Linked DNA regions of Gossypium raimondii: region 2 is linked to region 1. The links are chromatin contacts, called in public Hi-C maps. All regions are on one chromosome and are shown on one strand. The core of a region is the stretch at or near the end of the contact, and the rest is flanking DNA. Distances in the headings are between cores, read along the strand shown. Region 1 holds the start of LOC105797779 (elongation factor G-1, mitochondrial). Region 2 holds the start of LOC105797717 (probable plastid-lipid-associated protein 11, chloroplastic).

Region 1 (7,124 bases), core at 1,687-4,186:
AAAGCAACACATATATCAATCAACCTAAGTACCTAACCAATATGCCACAATTGACACCTCAATTTAACAATTAGAATTCAAACAAAACATCATATTCAACAAATCCAATATGCCTTCCAAGGCACCTCAAAACAATTAAGATAACATACATCATTTGACCACTTTAAACACCATTTAACAATGATTCAATATCAAGCATATAAACATACACAAGCCATACCAAAACCCTTCAACGTAGCAAGTACAAACCATTCTTTTACTAATTACCTCAAGCATATTACCTTATCAACACCAACCAATTCAACAAGACAACATTGCCATCACTCACATATTTATACATATATATACAAGGTTCTCAAAATGCCAACAAAATCCAAATTAAGCATTATTTAACCAAAGACTCCTTAAGTACATGTCATGACCCAAATCAAACTATTACCAACTTTTGAGTCCGGGATTGTCACTATATGCTGAGTCGATGATTGAAATGTAAAGTACCTAACTTGCACATGAAAACAAAACCGTACGCTAATTAAACTCAGTGGTATTTCTATAATCCGAACATTAAAACATAACATAGTACATTCAAATGCGCGAGTTAGAAGTAATGGATGATATGCAAATTAACATGTAAATTTCCACTTTTTCATAGCTTCTATTAACAAAATTAACAAAAGTACTAATATGTAGCATTACACTACCATTTCACATTCATTGAATCATTAAACTTTAATATCCTTTTTCATCTCAATTTATAATAATCAATTTCTAAAGTCCACAACATAATCATCAACCAATCATCAATTTACATATGTGACAAGATAACTCATCACAATTGAATTCAATTGCATAATTATAACATTATATCATATTTTTAAAACTATTCAATTTAGTCCTCATCACCAACAACTAATTCAAATCGATTCAATTTAGCTCGTTCTATCATTTCCAGGTTACCTTATGTTATTACTATGCAACATAGTTCGTAAATGCAACAATTGAAAAAGGTTTGAGTTATAAAAATACAAACCGTAAACTCCGAGCTATTCGTCAATGACTTTGTCTTTTCCTTCCTTTTTTGAGAAATCCAGGTCGATGATAGCTATGGATTAACACAAACATACCAGTTCATCAATATACAAACAAACTCATACTTAATTGTAAATTTATGAAACTTTTGTATTTTTTCAATTTAGTCCCTAAGAATGGGACTATAGTACTTCTAGGACCTTTTATTTCTCATTTTTACCACTATTTTTGAAATTTATGCATTTTAGTCCCTATCGCACAAAATCATCAATTGACTTTACAATTTAGTCCTTTTCAACTCTAAATTTAAAATCTATCAAATTAACACCAAAACTTTAACTATTCAACAATAGTAACATCCTAAATCTTTAATAGTATAAAAAATACAACATGGGTCAACTAACTTAAACTATCAGGATTCCGAAAACATAGAAATTATAAGAAAAAAAACTAAATTGAACATACCAATTGAAGGTTTAAACTTTGAAACCCTTTGGTCGTTGGTCTCCTATTTTTCTTTCTCTTCGATTCGGTTTTTGCATGAAAATGGATTAAATGTTTTTTTTCACCTACTTTTCCCACTAACTTGTTTATTATTATGTTTTATTTATTAAATTAATTTGTTAAAATTTTATCACATTTTCTTCGATTACAAAGTACATTACCATCCACTATCACTATAATAGTGGTTTAATTACTATAAAATCCCTCAATCAAGTTCTACTTATTAATTCATTAACAATTAAACTTGATATTTTTATGATTTAGTCCCTGCACCTTAATTTAGCAATAATTTGATAAAAATTACCTAACCGAAATTCAATTCACTTCTAACACAACTCCATAAATATTTAATAAAAAATTTACGAATCTGGTTTATGAAAACAGGATTCCAAAATCTCACTTTTCGACATCACTGACTTTTGAATCATTACATAACTGCTAAGACATATTGTTGTGGAGAAGAAAATGGAGGATGGACTTTATCACTATACTTTGGGGACCAATTCAAGCATTGTCATTAAAGACATGAGGGAGGATAAGGAGTGACGACCTCCTAACAAGTAGTAGCTTGAGTTTGTATCCATCTATTACCCAACGAAGGAATGGGCACTACCTTTGGTTGCTAGATTTGGTGTATGTTGTGGAGCTCTTTCATGTGCTGGTTATTTTTTGGTTGTTGCATAAGTAAATGATATCAAGAATTCTTTCTTCAATAGAGACATGCCATGATATTGGCTAGCACCTATGTTTAGGCATTGGCTTCAAAACGTGACCTTAGTGGTATGGTTGAGATTAGACCTGTCCATGGGCCGAGCCGGGCCCGAAAAAATTTTTGGCCCAACTCTTAGGCGGGCCCTACCCTACCAAATATGGGCCTAAAATTTTGCCTGAACCCGACCGAAAAAAATAATAAGCCCGAGCCCACTACTACCGATTTTTAATAAACACAAAAAATATTTTAAAAATAAAAAAATAAAAAAATATTTTTAAAGTATTTTAAAATTAAAAAATAAAAAAATATATATATTTATTATATTTGGGCCGACCGGGCTCGAGCCAAAAAAGTTAAGCCCGAGCCCGGCCCATTTTTTAAACGGGCCTCGTTTTTTTGCCCAAGCCCATATTTCGGGCCTATATTTTTACCCGAACCCTCCCATATTTCGGGCGGGCCATCGGGTCGGGCCGGGCCACCCGGCCCATGGACAGGTCTAGTTGAGATATGAGGTTGGGACCCTTGTGCTATGGTTTGTTGGTCTCTTTTTGGATTGTTTTAGGGCCCAACTACATATTTAGAACAAGAACTAATGGGCTTATGTAAAACAAATGAAGTCACCAAATAGGCCCGGACGAATATCCAAATTAACCGACCACCGGAGAAAATGAATCCGAATTGTTCCTGATCCACCCCATTTTCAGAACCCGAACGGGAAACTAAAAACCCCTTATTTTGGGTTTAGGGTTTTACCCGTACCAAGCAGCACTACCCATATTCCACCATGGCGCGATTCCAAAGATCCGCAGTCCCGCGCCTCCTTTACACCTTGTACTCCACCAAAGCGGCGCCCTACTGTTCCCCCTCCCCGACCGCCGCCCTCCTCCTGGGGAACTTCGAGGTCCGTCATTTCGCTGCTGGCAACGTCGCGCGAGCAAAGGACGACAAAGAACCATGGTGGAAAGAGTCCATGGAACGACTCCGAAACATCGGAATCTCCGCTCACATCGACTCGGGAAAGACCACACTGACAGAGCGGGTTCTCTATTATACCGGCCGGATCCACGAGATCCACGAGGTTCGCGGGAAAGACGGCGTCGGAGCAAAGATGGATTCCATGGATTTAGAAAGAGAGAAAGGAATTACTATCCAATCTGCTGCCACGTATTGCACCTGGAAAGATTACCAGGTTCGTATGGTATTTTGAATTTGACCTAATTTGACTCTTTGTGTTACTTATTATGACGTGCAAATTTTCCATCTGCTGTTTCAGATTAATATAATCGATACGCCTGGTCACGTTGATTTTACGATTGAAGTCGAGAGGGCGCTGCGTGTTCTTGACGGTGCCATTTTAGTTCTGTGTAGCGTTGGTGGTGTACAAAGTCAGTCAATTACTGTTGATCGGCAAATGAGAAGATACGAGGTGCCAAGACTCGCATTTATTAACAAGCTCGATCGAATGGGAGCTGATCCATGGAAAGTTCTCAACCAGGTACATTCATGTAACTGAATTGATGTTATTGAACTTCACACATTTAACAGTGGCATTCTGATCGTTTCTGTGCCTGGTGTCAGGCAAGGTCTAAGCTTCGGCATCATACTGCGGCTGTGCAAGTTCCAATTGGTTTGGAAGAAAACTTTAAGGGACTTATCGACCTTGTGCAGCTAAAAGCTTATTATTTTCATGGTTCCAGCGGGTTTGTTTCGATCTCTCTGGTTCACTTAATTTTTCTTCGTGTAACAGCCATTTTCATTTCCTGTTCTTTCTTTTTCGTCATATAATAACTATTGCAGAGAAAAAGTTGTGTCTGAGGGTATACCAGCAGATATGGAAGCCATAGTTGCAGAAAAGAGACGTGAACTAATAGAAGTGGTTTCTGAAGTGGATGATAAACTAGCTGAAGCATTTCTAAATGATGAGCCTATTTCCCCTGCTGATCTTGAGGTCTGTCCGGGGACTGGTGATTTATTTAATTCTTTTTTTTCTACTGATAGAAAGTGTATTTGATGCTGCCCATCTAGTGTCCCTTTTGCATTTAAAAAATGGCAGAGAAAATAGCATGCCTGCCTTCACTTTGACTTGATGCCCATCAAATATTCAGGGTCCATGCTTGCTTCTGAAATTTGAATATGGATGTTATGGGCTGATGGCCTTTCACTGGATTTACGATGATCCTTCATGTTGAATGGTCTTTCATTGTACTCTATATGTGCTGTACGGGTGGATGATGGAGGCTTTTTCTTGCATCAAATGTTACAATGTGAAATTAGCTTAACTATTACCCAAGTGTAGACCACAACATTTATTTTTCTATTGTTTTAACCTTACAATTCTATATGTTGCTGCTTCTTTTTACTTGATTTATGAACTTGATGTGAGTTCTAAAATTTGTAGCTTGCTCTGAGCAGGAAGCAGTTCGTAGGGCAACCATAGCACGGAAGTTTGTTCCTGTATTCATGGGTAGTGCATTCAAAAACAAGGTATTTTATGATTAATTCTGTTCTTTGGTTCCCATTAATTTCAGTCACCCAACTTCTGACAATAAGGCAGCCATCAGAATTTCCATTATTTTATTTGTTTATTTATCTGTTGGATTATTAGATGCCACTTATTTGATACTTTCTCTTCTGCACAGGGTGTACAACCGCTTTTAGATGGTGTCCTTAGTTACTTGCCATGCCCAATTGAAGTCAGTAACTATGCTCTTGATCAAACAAAGAATGAAGAAAAGGTATAAAATTGATACTTCAAGTCCTCCCAAAAAGGTTTTGCTGAATCTGGTCAGAAACCTTTTTTTAATGTAATTCTTTTGTAATTCTCTTGTAGGTAATGTTGCCTGGAACCCCAGATGGACCACTTGTAGCATTAGCTTTTAAGTTGGAGGAAGGGCGGTTTGGTCAGCTAACATATCTGAGGTAATGCTGCTGCATCATTTTCCGTTGTTGTAGCGTATGTATTTCATGCTAAATTACCTAACAATAATTTATATTGGTGAAGAGTCTACGAGGGTGTGGTTCGGAAGGGTGATTTTATAGTCAACGTAAATACAGGAAAGAAGATTAAGGTAAGTTTTTTTTTTTTTGGTTTCATGTTCTCTTGCTCTAATTTTTTCATTCCGTTTCTTGAGCTTCTGTTTTATTTGATCTTTTTGGGCAAACACATCCCGTTTTTTGTAGTGGATGTTTTATTTGTTGTCTGTGAGTGTGAATTGGTCTTGAGCTGAGTTAGATGGACCTCCACAAATTCATGTATCAAACTAAAATGCGTTCTTGGTTAGCATTTTGTGATTTTGATAGAAAACACTATCAGTTGAGATTTTGAAATGCTGTTACCTATGATGTTTGATCAAGTATCTTCCATATGCATGTTGATTCCAACCTAATACGCAAGGTGACTGCTCATCAAAATTGGGTAACATTGGTTCTTTTATTAATTATAATGTTCATAAATTGTATGGTTCTGTTAAGTCAGGACATATGTCATTTTTGGTGTTCCGTTTTATGTGATAGACTTCCATGACACTGAAATACATTTTTTCATTTTAACATAATTTGTTTGTTTGTCTCCTCTTTCCCTTGCTCTATAACTGCTAACCTTATCCTCGGGGTTTAGTATACAATAATACAAGCTAAATATTTTTCATTTTGTCCCAGGTGCCTCGTTTGGTTCGGATGCATTCTAATGAAATGGAGGTTGGGCTTTTCTTAACATCAGTCTCAGTAATTATGCGAATGGTGGGACCTTTAAATAGTAGTTTTATTTAATATTTTCCCCTTTGGGATTTATGCATGCAGGACATTCAAGAGGCACATGCTGGGCAAATAGTTGCAGTTTTTGGTGTAGATTGTGCTTCAGGTCCTACTACTCACTTTTCATACTATTTTTGGATGTTTAAATTGTTTTCAAGGAGCTTGACTATGCTAGGGAAATAAAAATACCAAACTGATTGTTGGTTAAGCATACAACACTATTATTTTCCCTTAAAAAAAGCCTGAAAAGCTTTTAGATTATCATAATGTATGGTTTTGCGTTTCTAGGTGACACATTTACAAATGGGTCTGTCAAATACACCATGACTTCTATGAATGTCCCTGAGCCAGTGATGTCATTAGCTGTTCAACCAGTTTCGAAGGACTCTGGCGGGCAAGTGAGTGCTTTCTGGTATAAATGCTCATGTGCGCGCACTTGTTCATATCTTTTGGTATTTGCTAATGATGAATCCTGTTTCATTGAAATAGTTTTCAAAGGCATTGAATCGTTTCCAGAGAGAGGATCCTACATTCCGTGTGGGCTTGGATGCAGAAAGTGGGCAGGTGTGATATGGAAAATTTGTTTTCAATGATTCTTCTTATTCTTATACTATATACTACTTTCGTCATTTACTAACAATGTGTTTATTTATTACATAGACAATTATCTCTGGAATGGGAGAGCTTCATTTGGATATATATGTGGAAAGGATCCGGAGAGAATACAAGGTTTTCACCTGTTCTTTTGTTGAGCATATAAAATAAAAGGTTCTAAGAATATTAGAATTGAAATTTTCACTTTTCAAGTAACTCAAGTTCCTTAAAGCAGGTTGATGCAACTGTTGGAAAGCCTCGTGTGAATTTCAGGGAGACTATAACTCAACGTGCTGAATTTGATTATCTACATAAGAAGCAATCTGGAGGACAGGGTCAATATGGACGAGTGTGTGGGTAAGCAGCTGAGTTGTCTGTAGCTTATTTTATTTTACTTTTTTTTTTCGTTTTTTTTTTGGGGGGCAGTGCTTATCTTTCCATTGAGATCTTATTGATATATCTATCGTAGGTGTAGTTTCATGATGCCTGGTTCGCTTGTCTGATACTGCTCTTTTCTGATCTGGGCTAACTA
Region 2 (7,124 bases), core at 1,920-4,419, 190 kb after region 1:
TAATCATTGGCAGCATCGACTGCAAACACCTGTGCACAATCAATGCTATCAATGTAAATATTTACTTCTCATATGAAATGAAAATTATGAGGCAGACAATAAAAGATAACCACCCATCCCAACTTGCGGCCTGACCACAAATCATGCTTCTTTTGGTATAAATAAATATATCGAGATTCAGCAAAGTCTGCAACTGCCTACAGTTTACGGTATCCTCCTCAAATGAAAACTGTATGGTTACTTTGTAATTTGCTTCTTCTTTTCTTACCTGGAGAGATGCATGGGTGCTCGTGTGGCATGTTTCTTAATCCTTCAGTCCGGGCTGGACTATGGTTGAGCCATTTTCTATAACATTTTTCCTTCCATCACTCTGCAAATCCCCAATAATAACATATTCAAGCAAATATTTTCCATCTCTCGTCTAAATGACCATTTTCAATTACCGTTTGGCATTTGATAGACAAGTCCTTAAAATGCGAATGAAGGTGACCCCAACAGCCAACACGTATGCTTGAGCAGTTTTTAAGTTTTAGCAGTAGAGAACCAAAAACCTAGCTTAAGTCAAACTTAATTCAAGTTAAATAGGACTCGTATAAGCCTATAAACACCATAATTCCTGTAGCAAAAAAGGAAACTAGAGAACTTCATGCCTACATTGTGAAATATACATCAACAAACCAGCCGCTGTTCTCATGTATCTTCTGCAAGGCTTTGAGTTACAAAAGCACTTTAACAAATATCAGACACACAGACATATAATCCACCATTTACTGATTATATATTTACTCTTGAAAGAAGATATCTTCTTTTGAGGATCATTTCAATGAAGGCAAGTAACATTAGAAACCTGGCAAAAAGTACACAACTAGGACCTTGACTTTTTAGAAACTGAATATCTCATTGCATAAAATTATCTGGAGTTGAACTCCAACTAGAAGTAAGAAAGAAAATTATTAATAATTAAATGCGGAAGATTAAAAATGTTATTGCTTTCTCTAATTCCTGAAATGACCCTAAATAATGGAAGGAGAAAAAGCCCATGAAATCAGTAAAGAAGCAGTCTCAGATAATTCACTCATCAATTAATACATGTCCATACTTGAAACAGAAAGATCAAAATATGTTTCCATGAGGGTGGTCTAAGAAAATAAATAAGCAATCGAAGTGAAAGTTTCATAAATTTGAGAGTAAAGTAGAATATTGTGTACAGCAAGTGTGAAAACATGTCTAATAAAAGGAAAAGAAAGATAACTTGAGTTGATAGCTGAATGGATATGAAATTGTTGCACCTGGTGAATCAATTGAATTTAAAATCCCATGGGCATGAAGCAAAAATATAACAAAAAAAAAAGGGGGATTCTCAAGCATCAACATGTAGTCATCAGCTCTTATAAGGCTGTGCTCTGTTTTTGTTGTAGTAGTTGGGAAAATATTCACATAAATGGTATATATTGTTAAACATACATCAGAACAGGGGAGAAGCCCTGAATTTTTCAGATAAATATTTGAAAGCATGGCCATCCATGCAACATTCACCTGAAAAAAAAAATAAAGAGAAAAATGGAGGAAAATCCTTTATTCGTGACTTCATATGGCATTTGCTCGAATATTTTATATGTACATACTGACTTAACACAGAACGGAAAGTGAAATAACATTTTTTTAGTTACTACTTCTTACCCAGTTATTTATAGCTCATAATGGCCTCTAACAAAACCTCACATCAAGTCAAACAGAAGGAAGAAATAACTAAGTTTCAATTAGATAAAGGGTTAGAAAGCTCACATTTGATTACAAAGAGAGGCAAGGTTCATCCCCTTTATTCTTTCCAGTTATATGGTGCACGCTCGACAACTAAATAATCATCCCTGATATCCTTCACAACTCGTATCTCATCATCAAGGTAGACAGTTTCAAACCTATACAGAATCTTACAATCAGAAAAACACTTCTCGGCTTTCTCAAAAAGAACAGGAAACCGTATCCATAAGAAATTGCCATCAAACACAAGGAAATATTCACTATCAGTATTAAACATGTTTTTACCGAATTGCAACTTAAGAAAAGGCATCAAGGAGGAGTGGACCTTATTGTCAAATGCTAAACTTGGAACCCAGAGTTCCTAATGTAAATCAAGACCTAAAATTATGTATTACTGCAAAATAAATGAGAATTACTACAGTCAATAATATATATAAAAAAGATACAAGTACTCACCAACCCTGCCCAAATGGAGGCAATGGGAACTCCCAGTTTTTCCCCCTGAGAACCGCACTCGTAAACCTACAAATTCAAAATCCAATTTTGTTCAGTCGTTAAGCGAGAGGAAAAGAAGGAAAAGTAGGTTTTGCAGAAGAAGAAGTAATTACTTGAAATTCACTCTCTGAGACGACGCAATTTCAATGCTGGACCGAACGAAGAAAACTCCGTCGGGTGGAAAGGTAATGACGTTATTGAGAGTCTTGTTGTCGACGTCTATGACCTGCAAAACGTCGCCGGCTTGAGTACCGAAGAGGTAAGCTTTCTCTATAATGAAGAGCTGCTCTTTCTCCGTAGTCCATAGAAGCCGCCACGTGGCGGATAGGGAGTCGCCTGTGGTGACAGTATTGCGGCCCAGAACGGCCATGGCATCAATGGATTTGATTATTGAATCGCGTTTGTTAGTGTCGTTTTGGGTTTTGAGACCCCGCTCCTGGTCGGAGATGAGATTGAGGAGGTGCTGTTTGGCTGATTGGGATTGGGTAGTGAGGGAGGAGCATGTGATTTTAGGTTTAGGATTATGAGGAGGCCGTGGTTTTTGTTTGGTGGTAGTGGAGACAGTAAGAGGAGACGATAGAGTGAGAGCTGCGAGTGACATGGTGCTTGGGTTTCTCTATTTCTTCGCGCCACCACCAACAGATTAAAAAAAAAAATTGAAATTTGTGGTTCAAACACAGTGGGAATTTGGGGGATAAAACTGTAATCAATGGCGTCCAATCTCCCAATTTCAATTTTCTGGGCCAACCCAAAATAGCTGTTTATGATTGGTTGGGATCGACACCAGTAACCGAGGAATACTATACGTGAATTGAAGGCTTTTTCCGATTTCTTGCTTGCTTGTCTCCTGCCTGACATTGTTCTAGGATGGCATGGCGGCTTCATAGCTCTGTGTCGTTGCCTGCTTTCACCTTTCAAATGCATGTGAGCTTAGAGCTTATCTGTCTGTTTTTTAACATTTTACAAAGAGAAGCTCATACTTGAGCCGATGGTGAAATTTTGCTAATTAAAAGATTTACCGCGAAACTTGCTGAATACACAATGTTGTGTTTTTCTTCTTCTTTTTAATCAAGTATTCCTGCTGATTTAAGATTTAATATTCATCTTAATTATCAATTTTACAGTTATAAAAACAGACTACAAGTACACCAAATACTTTAACTTATTTTTAAATAATAATAATATAACCATATGAAAATGAAAATACTTAATTCAAATTTATTTTTGAAAAAGATATAATTGAAAGAACTATAATATATCACTTGCTTCCCTTTGTGATTAATAATTTATTTTTCTCACAACCCAGACATAGGGTTAATGACATATTCGTGCTGGTTTACTACAATTCTATTTCCATAGATTGGACCAAACTAAGAGGCCTTGAGACCTTCTAAGTTCAGAAACCAAGGCCCTAAAAATGGAATACTAAAATTCATGTAGGAAGTTTGTTTATTTTATACATGTTCCCCGACGTGTAAACATCAGGCTCCAATTAAAATTTGAATATAATGATAGAACCTCCACCCAAAATGTATTCACTCAAAACATCTTGTGTTAGTGATGAAAACAGTGATATGTGAACTTAACAAAATAGCAGGGACAGGAGATGCATCAAACTGCAATTCCATGATTACTAATTTTTGAAACCTCCTTTGTCAAAACATTCCGTTCTCGCTTTGCCTGAGACGCAAGGTTGGAAACCTGCAAATCAATTATTCCATATAAGCAATGTTTCCAAGGAAAACAGCAGCAGTCATCCAGGTTTATGGTCTATGCATTTCATTATATGACAATCAATATACTTATATATATATATTCAAAAACCAAGTCCATTCATAATATTCGGAGAACATACCTGCGATCGAAACCGAGATGCTTCTCTGCTTGGAAGTTCTCCAAGGGTATCTTTTAGTCCTGATGCAACATAATATAAGGAAGTTTTCTCAGCCATACAAATGCTGAAAATAATTCAATGAACCTAATTGAGAGAAAGTACTTGAATACCTGCTGCTTGTCTTTCAATCTTATAAGCTGACTGAATTACACTTCGGATCTGCTTGCCCGCTTGCCTGAAACAAAATTGAATATGTCCAATGGCAACAATTAGCCTCAAGAGGCAGAAGTTAACATTACACTGCACTTCATTTGAAATTACAAACCTGAGTTTTGTCCGGCCACGGATCAGCTCGTCTTCGGCTACTGATGCACTTCGCTGGAAGCATAAATTTATGAAATATATTTCATATATGCTTGATTAAAGGACTTAAGTTGATCTAGGGAAATGATCCACTATAATTTGTGCAATACACATTTCCTAATGATATTCTAATGTACATTAAAGTTTTACCAAATAGGAACTAGAAGTCAATGTAATTCCAGGATGTATATTAAGAAAAAGAAACTTTTGAAGTGGATATATGCATCACCGCATGAACAGTTTGTTGGATAAAAGCTGTTTGAAAAGTCATTTCAGCAATTTAGATACTTTTCAGTTCCTGGGGATTACTGATTCCCATTGAACACACAACCCAAAGCACTAATTAAAACAGCTCAAGTATACCTTAGGAAACAGTGAATTCTCTATTCTCATCAACATTTCATTCTTACCTTTAGATTATTATTAAAAAAAGAAAGAAAAGCTATAACTTATGTGTTTAACACAGAAGAATTCTAGAATCAGCCGAAACCAAGAGTATAAGTTCTGTACCACTGATGAACTTTCATGCATAAACTATGTACTTTTTAGGATAAGTGTATTTAACAATCCAATAAGCAGAAAAAATCCTGCTATTGAAAAACCAGCACAAACCAGAGGAAGATAATTTTTGCTTCTTGGTTCAAAATCCTAATTTTCTGATACAGCCAGTTTGTAGAGATATCAGGGAAAATAAAATAGAAAACCTAAATTTTACATCACCAAGAATAGCCTATAAAACAACACTAGAAGACGGAGTAGATATGCTGAACTATACACCAGTGGCTAGACACTGTACATAGAACAGATGTCCAAAATAATAAAAACATGAAACAACAGAGGCACATGATAATAGAATGCTTGCCAATAATTTTCATCAGTTAAATCTAATGGGGAAAATGTTACCTCTAACTTCTCACTTTCAGCCTTGAGACGGTCAATTGATTGTCTCAGTTCCTTTACTCTAATATCAGCTTTGGAAATCAAGGACTGCAACAACAAATAGTAGGACATAAATGATAGTGGCTTTAAACTGATAAGATGTTTAATGAGTGTTGCCAACTATAATGAGCTTTCTTTTTTTGGTTCAAAATAATCTAATAAATTCAGAAAGATGCTTCCTGAACTGAGTGATTGTGTCGTAAACAGTAAAAACTGATAAAAACATCACTGCATGGACCATGATGTGCAAAAAGAAATAGAAGATCCAAAAAACAGTTTGGGAGGCATTCATTCAAGCAATATGGAAGAAGAAGCTAGAAAAAGCTCCTCCAACATTACTACAACAAGCTGTTTCAACTTTCCCTTGACATATCAAAATTCTACTACCTTCTATGCTGCAAACTTAAATAATCCTTAGAGTTGATACAAATTTGGGATAGCCAATTGTTTCCATACTTTTACCATGAAAAATGTGTATGATTGCAAGTAGGTTAACAGATTTGAACTTTCAGGAAGAAAATGGAATTCAAGATTCTGTTGCAGGTAGGTATGGATTTCACTCTTTGAGAAATTGTAGTTTATACAGACCTAACATTCCAATGTCCTGGGAGGGTAACTTTTTGCATGTAGTTAGAAATCTCATTCATGTCCTTTTCTAAAATCCAAAATGAGAATAAGTAGTGTGTCTTCCAGAATCCAAATTGAGTATATGTATTTATTAGCTAAATAAACCCACCAACAAAAAGGACAGAAAGGGGACTCAATAAATCATAACGTATAAGGCGAACGATATTTAACTCACCTCTTCGCTCTGAAAAAGACGCAAAGTCTTGTAATACAGTAAATGTCTTGGCCCTGGACATTGCAACAACTAGAAGTAAGAAGATGAAGAGAATTGCTTAATATGTCATTTAAGGAATTAAGCAAACTTGGCACTTGCAAGGCTGGGAATCGTAAACCTGCAAGTTCTCTAAGGAACAACTTTATCAGGACCCCTTAACAATTCTAAAACACTTAAACTAATCATTAAAATTGGTCATGACAAACAACACCAGACCATAGAAAGAGCTAGTCTCAATGAATAGCGAGTTATGCATATACATTTGCTCGTACAATTACATGGTAGCATCATTTTCATCATATACAAAAAGGATAGAGACGGTTTTAATTGATGCCCATTGTTGCATATACAACCTAGGAACCATACTTTTAAGTACCAGGAATCCCAAGCCAACAGCAGCACCGCCGGTGATCAATGGATTCGAAGCTGCAATATTAATCCCCTCTGCAACAAAAATGTGAAACCTCAAAACCGAAAATTAATTCTTCAAGTTACAAGCAGAACGTGCATGGATTGAATGGGTTGACGGAACAGACCTTTAACTTTGCCGAATGCCAAATCCTCGTAAACATCAAGTTGTGATTTGACATCTTTAAGTGACTCCTAGCAATTTAAAAGTATATAATAAAATAAAATAAATTTCCCCTTCTCCTAATTCTCGGCTAAAAAGAGAGAGAGAGAAGCGTACAATGGTTAGATTAAAATGAGCTGAGGAGGTGGAGCGAATTTCTGAAAGTCGAGATCTAGAAGCTTTGATAGCGTCGTTAACGTTCTGTTCGATGATCTTCTGGTATAGAAGAGCTTGCTCCACAGCGGAATCCATCCATGGAGTGACTTGTTCGGGAGCATTCGATTCGCTTTTAGAAGGGAAATCGCTGGGCGGCGATGGTG

The links. Hi-C and Micro-C count contacts between places; a contact is called where the count stands out from the background.
Region 2: a contact with region 1 is called in a Hi-C map of leaf, with 5 times the contacts expected there. The contact joins the promoter of LOC105797717 here to the promoter of LOC105797779 in region 1. A contact is called at or near these places in 2 of 2 Hi-C or Micro-C datasets (both in leaf).

What each region holds. Positions count from the first base shown.
Region 1 is chr7:27,826,828-27,833,951 of ASM2569854v1, forward strand. LOC105797779 (elongation factor G-1, mitochondrial) reads left to right here and starts at 2,937. Exons shown (of 20, transcript XM_012627705.2): 1 at 2,937-3,434; 2 at 3,519-3,740; 3 at 3,824-3,945; 4 at 4,043-4,193; 5 at 4,658-4,729; 6 at 4,885-4,980; 7 at 5,076-5,164; 8 at 5,247-5,313; 9 at 5,903-5,941; 10 at 6,044-6,104; 11 at 6,287-6,396; 12 at 6,488-6,562; 13 at 6,659-6,727; 14 at 6,828-6,949. The coding sequence starts at 3,030.
Region 2 is chr7:28,012,918-28,020,041 of ASM2569854v1, forward strand. LOC105797717 (probable plastid-lipid-associated protein 11, chloroplastic) reads right to left here and starts at 3,170. Exons shown (of 6, transcript XR_008197723.1): 1 at 2,370-3,170; 2 at 2,218-2,283; 3 at 1,786-1,919; 4 at 444-1,536; 5 at 269-370; 6 at 1-29. LOC105797710 reads right to left here. Exons shown (of 9, transcript XM_012627642.2): 1 at 6,922-7,124; 2 at 6,770-6,836; 3 at 6,600-6,677; 4 at 6,195-6,247; 5 at 5,357-5,440; 6 at 4,416-4,468; 7 at 4,261-4,325; 8 at 4,112-4,170; 9 at 3,496-3,957. The coding sequence ends at 3,868.